Linked DNA regions of Mus musculus: region 2 is linked to region 1. A link is a contact called in public Micro-C data. All regions are on one chromosome and are shown on one strand. Each heading gives the region's core, a stretch centred on a gene start, on an enhancer-like site or on the middle of the called end of the contact. The rest is flanking DNA. Distances are from core to core; before and after follow the strand shown. Region 1 overlaps Greb1 (gene regulated by estrogen in breast cancer protein). Region 2 overlaps Greb1 (gene regulated by estrogen in breast cancer protein).

The links. Hi-C and Micro-C count contacts between places; a contact is called where the count stands out from the background.
Region 2: a contact with region 1 is called in a Micro-C map of granulosa cells, with 2.2 times the contacts expected there. The contact joins two enhancer-like sites. A contact is called at or near these places in 10 of 39 promoter capture datasets (3T3-L1-derived adipocytes, the HPC-7 cell line, embryonic stem cells and 4 more), 1 of 484 Hi-C or Micro-C datasets (granulosa cells), 1 of 115 datasets of contacts at active chromatin or transcription factors (stem cell-derived neural progenitor cells) and 3 of 9 other capture datasets (adipose tissue, liver and pancreatic islet).

What each region holds. Positions count from the first base shown.
Region 1 is chr12:16,688,613-16,692,877 of GRCm38.p6, reverse strand. It overlaps Greb1 (gene regulated by estrogen in breast cancer protein), which reads left to right. Exons shown (of 35, transcript NM_015764.4): 25 at 91-193; 26 at 1,961-2,119; 27 at 4,239-4,265. Among named protein-coding and RNA genes, the nearest start is that of Ntsr2, 37 kb to the right of the region's middle. Within about 2 kb of position 2,042, at least 1 of the 459 cell types and tissues checked has an H3K27ac peak or open chromatin away from gene starts, as enhancers often do. A contact at or near this core is called in granulosa cells, where this site is marked.
Region 2 is chr12:16,788,777-16,793,041 of GRCm38.p6, reverse strand. All of the region lies in intron 1 of Greb1 (gene regulated by estrogen in breast cancer protein), which reads left to right. Among named protein-coding and RNA genes, the nearest start is that of Greb1, 10 kb to the left of the region's middle. Within about 2 kb of position 2,346, at least 73 of the 459 cell types and tissues checked have an H3K27ac peak or open chromatin away from gene starts, as enhancers often do. A contact at or near this core is called in granulosa cells, where this site is marked.

The DNA.
Region 1 (4,265 bases), core at 793-3,292:
AGACTTCAGGAGGCAGGAGGATGTTCTGGTTGGTGTTCAGCACGGGGACAGGCTTCCTATCTCTGGGCTCTGATTCTAGTGTCTTCACAGATTGGGAAGACAGGTGCCTACCTGCAGTTCCTCAGTATCTTGTCCAGGATGCTGATTCGGCTGACAGAAGTGGATGTTTACGACGAAGAAGAGATCAATACCAGTGAGTTGTGTCTGGTGACCCTTGGGCTTGGGCAAGTATCCTTCGACCTTTGTCAGTGGCCATGGTAACTGTGTCTCCTTCCGCCTATCAGAATGGGTTCTCAGGTTCACAGTTTGGCTTGTCCCAAGGGTCTTTTCTTTCTTGTAGTCATTTTTTCCTTCATATAGAATGATTCTTAATATAGAATTTTGTAAGGATAGAGTTACTAATGCTGAAACAATCCAGGCTTACTTATTGACTACTTTCCATGTGTCAAACACTGTGATAGATTCTATCTCCATTTGATCTTCAATACAGCAGCCCTGTGAGCTAGGCTATTGACCTCTTATGTTAGGAGCCGAGCTAAGCAGTACCAAAGCAGGAACTGGGCTTCACTGGTTCATGGCCTGTAGAATGTGGAGTTCTTTATCAGGGAGGGTCCCCCAGCTAAGACAACCAAATATCCAGGACAACATTTAGGGGAGAAAGAACTGTATATACTGGGAGAAGAAGGTGTCTGAATCCTGTTTTCTGAGTAGATTTGATTGGAGGAAGGCAAACATCTTTCTGCATATGCCCTGTGCTGATGATAAAGTACACACTGTTTCCCCCCTCATCCTGTTCATAATGCATCCATATCGTTCCCATATGGACTTGTCCTGCAAACATACCTGTGCCCTTGTGTAGGGGGAATTGACTGCCATGCAGAGGTCACCAGCTGCACCACACTGGAGTCAGGAAACTCCTGTGAGCACTATCTGAGCCTGAGCTTGATCAGGAAAATCTTTGATCCAGTATTCCCATCCAGCCCTCTCCTTGTAGTTTCTGTGGTTTTCCCACACCAGGAGCTGTTGAGTGTCTGTCACCTTGCTTTCTTGGATAGAACAGTGATGAAGACAGGATTTGAACACACTTCATCAAACCTGAATGGGTGTTTTCTTAACTACTCTATTACATCGGGGTTTATTGTTGTTGTTGTTGTTGTTGTTTTGTTTGTTTGTTTGTTTTCTTTGCAAACTGTCGATACTTCCTCTTTCATGGGTATGAAGTGCCTATTAAAGGTCTGGTAAATTCCTTCCTCCTTGTGGTCATGTCTACTGCCCAGGTATATGGTATATACTTAAATTGGCACCTATAACCTTCTCTATAGTACACATTCACCATAATATAGGCTATCAATCTATCATGTAATTGGAACTGGACCAATTAGTTTTTTGGCTGGCTAATCTTGATGAGTACCAGAAGGCTGAACCAAGCTTAGTCTAAGAGACTGCTGGCAAGTGTAAAATGTGGGTTATGTTGTGAGTGTCGCTGATCTTTGCTGTGGAAAGCCGTAGCTCAAGTACTTTCTAGAGGTAGAGCGACACCAACTGAGTCACACTGGCTGGGGTGGCTTAGATGATAGAGTAAGAAAGAGACTTGCACAGGTACCACAAGCACAAGCTCGAGCTGTGCATAAAATAGGTGTTTCTAGAAGGCAGCATGAGCCCAAGGCTCAGGATTGTGGAGGATTGGAAGCCAGTGTATGGAGCAGAGAGCAGACCTGCATCTACATGAGACAGAGTGAAGGCTATTCACCTGAGTGGAGACATATCTCAGTGCATGACCTTGTCCTATTAGAGCCATCCTGAAATATAGCCATGTCAGAAGCTTTTTAGATATAGTAGAGGTCCCCCAAAAGCTGTAGATTGACAGTGATTAGGTTCCACACGCCATCCTTGGGCACAGTTAAATAACCCAGCCTTACATCTCGTTTCTCATGTGTCTCTTTTCCTGCCAATCTCACAGGCTTCCGAGAGGAATCGGAGTGGCGTTACCTCCAGCTGGCCGACCCCTGGCCAGACCTGGAGCTCTTCCAGAAGATGCCTTTTGATTACATCATTCATGACCCGAAGTATGAGGACGCCAGTCTGATTTGTTCACACCCTCAGACCATCAAGAGTGAAGGTCAGGGGCTAGGGAGACAGCTTCAGTTGGCGAAGTGCTTGATGCCCACACATGAAGACCTGAGCTCAGATCCCCAGCATCCAAGTAAAAAGATGAGCATGCCAGTGCATGTCTGTAGCTAAGGGAGTCAGTTGAGACAGGTAGATCTCAGGGGCCTGCTGATTAGCCCATCTATCCAATTGGTGAGCTTCAAATTCAGGCAAGATCCTATCTCAAAAAATAAAATGGAAAAAAAAAAAAAACTCTTGAGGAAGACATCTGGTCAACCTCTAGCTTCTACATGCACCTATGCGGGCATGTGAACACATGGGTAATAACACACACACACACACACACACACACACACACACACACACACACAGAGTGAGGCTACACTGGATGTCTTACTTCACTCTTGTCCAAAGTGCATAGGCTACATTGCTTCTTATGTATTATTAGAAATCAGCTGGCTTGAGATATATCCTGTTAGCGATGCTATTTGGTATTAAGTGAGCAACTTACCAGAATCTGGTTCAGCCCCGACACTGCTCTCTGCAGGTTGAAGGAAGGAACTACCACAGAGTTCATGAGAGCCCCAGGAACTTCTTGTGATTGAGATACGTTAAAAGTTAAGTGGATATTAGCCCCAAACCTAGGATTCTCAAGATATAAGATACAATTTGCTAAACACATGAAACTCAAGAAGAATGAAGACTGAAGTGTGGACACTATGCCCCTCCTTAGAATTGGGAACAAAACACCCATGGAAGAAGTTACAGAGACAAAGTTTGGAGCTGAGATGAAAGGATGGACCATGTAGAGACTGCTATATCCAGGGATCCACCCCATAATCAGCATCCAAACGCTGACACCATTGCATACACTAGCAAGATTTTATCGAAAGGACCCAGATGTAGCTGTCTCTTGTAAGACTATGCCGGGGCCTAGCAAACACAGAAGTAGATGCTCACAGTCAGCTAATGGATGGATCACAGGGCTCCCAATGGAGGAGCTAGAGAAAGAACCCAAGGAGCTAAAGGGATCTGCAACCCTATAGGTGGAACAACATTATGAACTAACCAGTACCCCGGAGCTCTTGACTCTAGCTGCATATGTATCAAAAGAGGGCCTAGTCGGCCATCACTGGAAAGAGAGGCCCATTGGACATGCAAATTTTATATGCCCCAGTACAGGGGAACGCCAGGGCCAAAAAGGGGGAGTGGGTGGGTAGGGGAGTGGAGGTGGGTGGGTATGGGGGACTTTTGGTATAGCATTGGAAATGTAAATGAGCTAAATACCTAATAAAAAATGGGAAAAAAAAGAATCTAAAAAAAAAAAAAGAATTAACATAGCCATGTTAAAAAAAAAAGTTTGGTTAGTGGAGGGTAAAAGATGTGCATTTCTAGTTATGAACTTGTCACCAAATAGATATATATGTTCCCCTGTCCTCAGTGTCTTCTTTCTCCTCAGGGAAACTGACTTCTGTGGTATATGAGGGCAGCCTTAGCTAACAATGCTGGGAGTATCTAGTGGGATTATTAGTGTAGCCTGAGAAAATATAGTAAATGTCATGCCAGGGAAAACAGCTTACCTATGAACTAGGGCGTGGTAGTACACACCTGTAATTCCAGCACTCAGGAGGCTGGGGCAGGAGGATCAAGAGTTTAGGGTTAGCTTAGACTACACATTAGTATCCTATCTCCAAAAAAGATAAAGGGAACCTGCTGGCCTGGTTATCTGTCACTGGTGGGAGTCCTGTGTATCCCTTCCCATAGATAAGCCCCAATGAAGGCCTTGTGTTATCTTAATTCCTACCAAGTTGCTGAGGAAGCTGGGAACCACACATGCTGTTAATTTATTTTCTAGTCATGTAAGAGTCCCTTCAAAATGTTTATGAAGTGCTTTTAGGTCCACAAGTGCGAGGCCATGCAGTCGGAGTTCTCTCCTTGTTAGCTTCCCCACTGAGACACTGCCCTCCTCTGATCCGGGTCTAGGCTGTGAGAGACAATCTTCAGGGCATGCACGGCCTGTTCATGAGCTGCCTGCTTATTCTGATCACTGTTCTCACTTGAGTTCAGGAGGCAGGGCTCGGGTGTTTGCTCTGGGCTGCTGCTCCTTAACTCTCGGAATATCTTTGCAGACAGAGGGATGTCCAGGAAGCCGGAGG
Region 2 (4,265 bases), core at 1,097-3,596, 100 kb before region 1:
TTTCTTAACCAGTGATTGATGGGGGAGGGCCCAGTTCACCGTAGGCGGGTCCTCCTTTGGGCTGGTGGTCCTGGGTTCTATAACAATGTCGACTGAGCAAGTCATGGGGAAGCAAGTTAGTAAGCAGCATCCCTCCATGGCCTCTTCATCAGCTCCTGCCTCCAGATGCCTGTCCTGTTTAAGTTTCTGCCCTGAATTCCTTCAGCAATGGAAGTGTAAGCCAAATAAACCCTTTCCTCCCCAACTTGCTTTTGGTCATGGTATTTTATCATAGCAATAGTAACCCCAATTAGGGCAATACTTAAGGTCATCATTGCTAGGTTTTATGTTACTTCCATGCTTACTTTTTTAATTAAAAATTTTAATGTGCGTGTCTGTGTATTTTGGTCTGCACATATGTCTGTGTGCTACATTCAGGTCAGGTGCTTGCAGAGGCCAGAAGAGGACATCAAATCCTCTGGAACTGGAGTTACAGATGGTTGTGAGTCACCATGTGGGTACTGGGACTCAAGCCTCAGTCCTCTGGGAGAGCAGTCAGTGCTCTAAACCTCTGAGCCATCTCCCAACCCCTACATGGTTAATTTTATGAGAAGTTGTGAAGTAGTGTGCCAGTGTGACCGTGTTCCTTTATATCCTCATAGCTAGGCACAAGGTTCTAGGGTCTCTGCGTCTTTGTCAGTCTTTGGTATTACCACTTCCCACTTAGCCTTTCTGCAAGGTATGTGGTGGTGTCTTATTGTCCTTTTAAAAGGTTTGTTTTTATGTATGTGTGTATACTACATATGTGAGGGTGTCCACAGAGGCCAGAAGAGGGCATTGGATCCCTTTGGGATTGGTGGTTGTGAGCTGCCATCTGTGGGTGCTGGGAACTAAACTTAGGTCCTCTGTATAAGCCACAAGCTCTCTGAACCCCTAAGCGATCCCTCTTGCCCCCTCTCCAGGTTCTCTGCTGTCTATCCTTTCTGCTTTAGTAAAGTGACACTTCACACCTTTGGCCCACTTTCTGATTGCACTGTTGGGCTTTGCTCTCCCCTGGATGCATACTTTGTGAGCGTCTCCTTCCACGTGTGCCTTGTTTCTTCATTTTCTTAGCATGGGCTTTGGCAGAGCAGAATTCTTATTAAAGTCTAGTGTATCAGCTGTGTGTGTGTATTTGTATATGTATGTCTGCGTGTGCCCCTATGTGTGTCTGTGTAACTGTGTGTCTCTCTGTGTATGTATTTGTGTGTGTGTGTGTGTGTGTGTGTGTATATATATATATATATATATATATATATATATATATATATATATATGTCTGCATGTGCCTCTATGTGTGTCTATGTGTCTCTATGTGAGTGTATTTGTATATATATGTCTGAGTGTGTGTATCTGTGTACCTCTCTGTGTGGGTACTTATATATGTATGTTTGCATGTACCCCTATGTGTGTGTTTGTGTCTGTGTGTGTATTTGAATATATATATTTGTTTGTGTGTCTCTTTGTGTGGGTTTTTGTATATGTATGTCTGTGTATCTATATTGTGTGTGTGTTTGTATATAAATGTTTCTCTGTGTGTGCCTTTGTCTGTGTGTCTATATATGTATGTGTATTTGTATATATATATATATATATATATGTCTGAATGTGTGTATCTATGTGTCTCTCTGTGCGGGTATTTGTATATGTATGTCTGTGTGTCTCTCTGTGTGTGTATCTATCATCTATCTGTGTGTATCTGTGTATCTCTGTATGCTTGTATATGTATGTCTGTGTGTGCATCTATAAGTGTGTTTGTGTAATATGCTTTTGATGTTAAATTAATAAGCTCTTTGACTAACTCTAGTTCACAAAAACATTCTATTATTTAAAGAACTGCATTCTGGTCACATGCTTTCTTTGAGTCTGTGGGCCTCTGGGAGTCAACTGTTGTTAAAGGTGCTGTGGTTTAGGTCCAGGTTCACTTCCTTGCTGGGTTGTTCCAGTACCGTTTGTTGGAAAAGCTTCCTCACCTCCGCTGAATTGCTTTCGAGCTGATTTCTAAGATGGTCAGAGTTGATCTTTCTTTGAACTGGAGGAGAGAGAAATTGACAGAGCACTGGGCTCCACCCCCAGCATAAACCGTGTGTATGGCGTATGCCTGTGAACTGGGCAGGCTGGAGGTGGAGGCAGGAAATCAGCAGTTCAAGAGCATCTTTGGCTACACAGAGGATTTGAGGCTAGCCTGGGCTACCCGAGCCCCTCGTCTCAAAAAAACCAAAGTTGTTGCTGTAGATGTGTTTTTAAGGTAACTCTAGGCATCCAGATAGCCATGAATACAGTCAGCTTTAGGACACTGTGAGTCAAGATTGTGCAGTAGCTGAGTGGGGATATGAGTCAGGGCAGACGGACTGGCTGTGCTGATGGCGTCTGGCAGCCTGCAGTATCCTAGGCTGATCTGGGGCACCCTGACCTGTAGGGTGAAGTTAACCTTGTGGTTGGTATGGGGCATGACCTGCCTGGGCTCCTTCAGGGACTGCCTTGCCTAAACTGCTGGCCAATTTTAGCTATCAGCTCCTATCAGACCTCCCCACCCACTGAAGAGGTTTGAGAAGTTGGGTTTAGAAACCTGGGTAGCCAATATGTGGAATTTAAATGCAGTCTGGGAAATGTGAGTTTCCATTTGTTAAGGATACTGATAACTTTAAAAAATGTTCTAATACACAGATGTGCTCACTGGAGAAATTAAGGAAAAAAATACAATTATGCAAACTGTATCTGAAATTTTCTTGTCCTGAAAAAATTCTTGTGAACCCTAAATTATTTTGGAAGAAATTATCTTTTTTTTTTTTTTTTTTTTTTTTTTTTTTTTGGCAATTCATTCCAAAACCCCTTTCTCAGTCCAGTTGAGTCATGGAAAGACAAAGCTAGTTTGGAAACAAAAATTCTCTCAATGGCTGAATCTGGAGAGAATTTTCAACATGGCTGGCCATGCTGCTGAATGAGGCCTTTGTGTGTGGGGGCAGAGGTCATACCAGAGAGCCCAGCAGTATTAAAAGGTGGGGAGCCTGGGGTCCGGCTGTGGCCAAAGCTGCAGAATGGGCTTTTGTTTCCCCTGGTCTGCTGTCCCAGGGAAGGCCGAGGACATCAAAGGCATGTCTACAGACTGTTATCTGGCCTCATCCTTTGCCCTGCCAGCACAAGGAGGTCTCCCTGTGGGGAGCCAGGGTGAGGGAGCCCTGAGCTAACACCCACTGTTAATTGTAGGCAGGGGTTGATCAACGACATTAGCATTTGCCAATTCTGTCCGGCTCTCTGATTTGTTTGGAGGAAAATATATTGATTTCTTTATCTGATTAAAAGATTGAAAAGCATTCTGTTCAGAATCAAAGATGATATGTGCTGGTGGCAGAAAATGTATAAGTGGAAGAGAAAGCAAAACAAGAAATAAATTCCTTTTTCTAGAGATAAGCACTGTCAGCATTTGGGGGCACCATCAATCTTTACACTTTTTTTGTTTGTTTTGGTGTGTGTGTGTGTGTGTGTGTGTGTGTGTGTGTGTGTGTGAGAGAGAGAGAGAGAGAGAGAGAGAGAGAGAGAGAGAGAGAGAGAGAGAGAGAGCATGTGTGTGTGTATACATGTGCACAAGCCATAGCAGGTCAGAGGACAACTTGGCACAGTTCTGTCCTACCATGTGGGTCCAAGCGTCAGTAGGATAGGCAGCAAGTGCCTTTACCCTCTGAATCATCTGGATGGCCATTGCTATTGTGTTGCTTTGTTTTATCTTGAGACAGGGTTTTACTAGGGCACAGAGAAATTGTAACCATTTTACCTAATAAATAACCATCTGTTACCTCAATGATACTTTTGAACAGTTCCTATAAGGGATAGGTGTAAATTTATAATATTTAGCAGTATATATTCACTATAATATAAATATAATGTAAATATTTGATTAAGCAGAGAAGACCACAATACAACTTCCATTTCTTCAAAGCCCAAATCTCATAATATAAAGAAATTATGTCAAAGAATATTTGATATCTGCAGCTATCAAAACGTGTGAAGTGGAATACTTACAGTAAGGACACAGAGAAAAGATGCCCCCCAGAGTGAGAAGGAAATGGTATCTAATGTGGAACAGCCTTTTAACATGGATGGTACAGTTAATCCCAGCACTCTGGAGTCAGAAGCAGGCAGATCTCTATGAGTTTGAAGCCAGTCTGGTCTACACAGTGAATTCCAGGCCAGCCAGGGCTATTCAGGGAGACTCTGACTCATAACTACAAAAGAACAACAAAGTGATC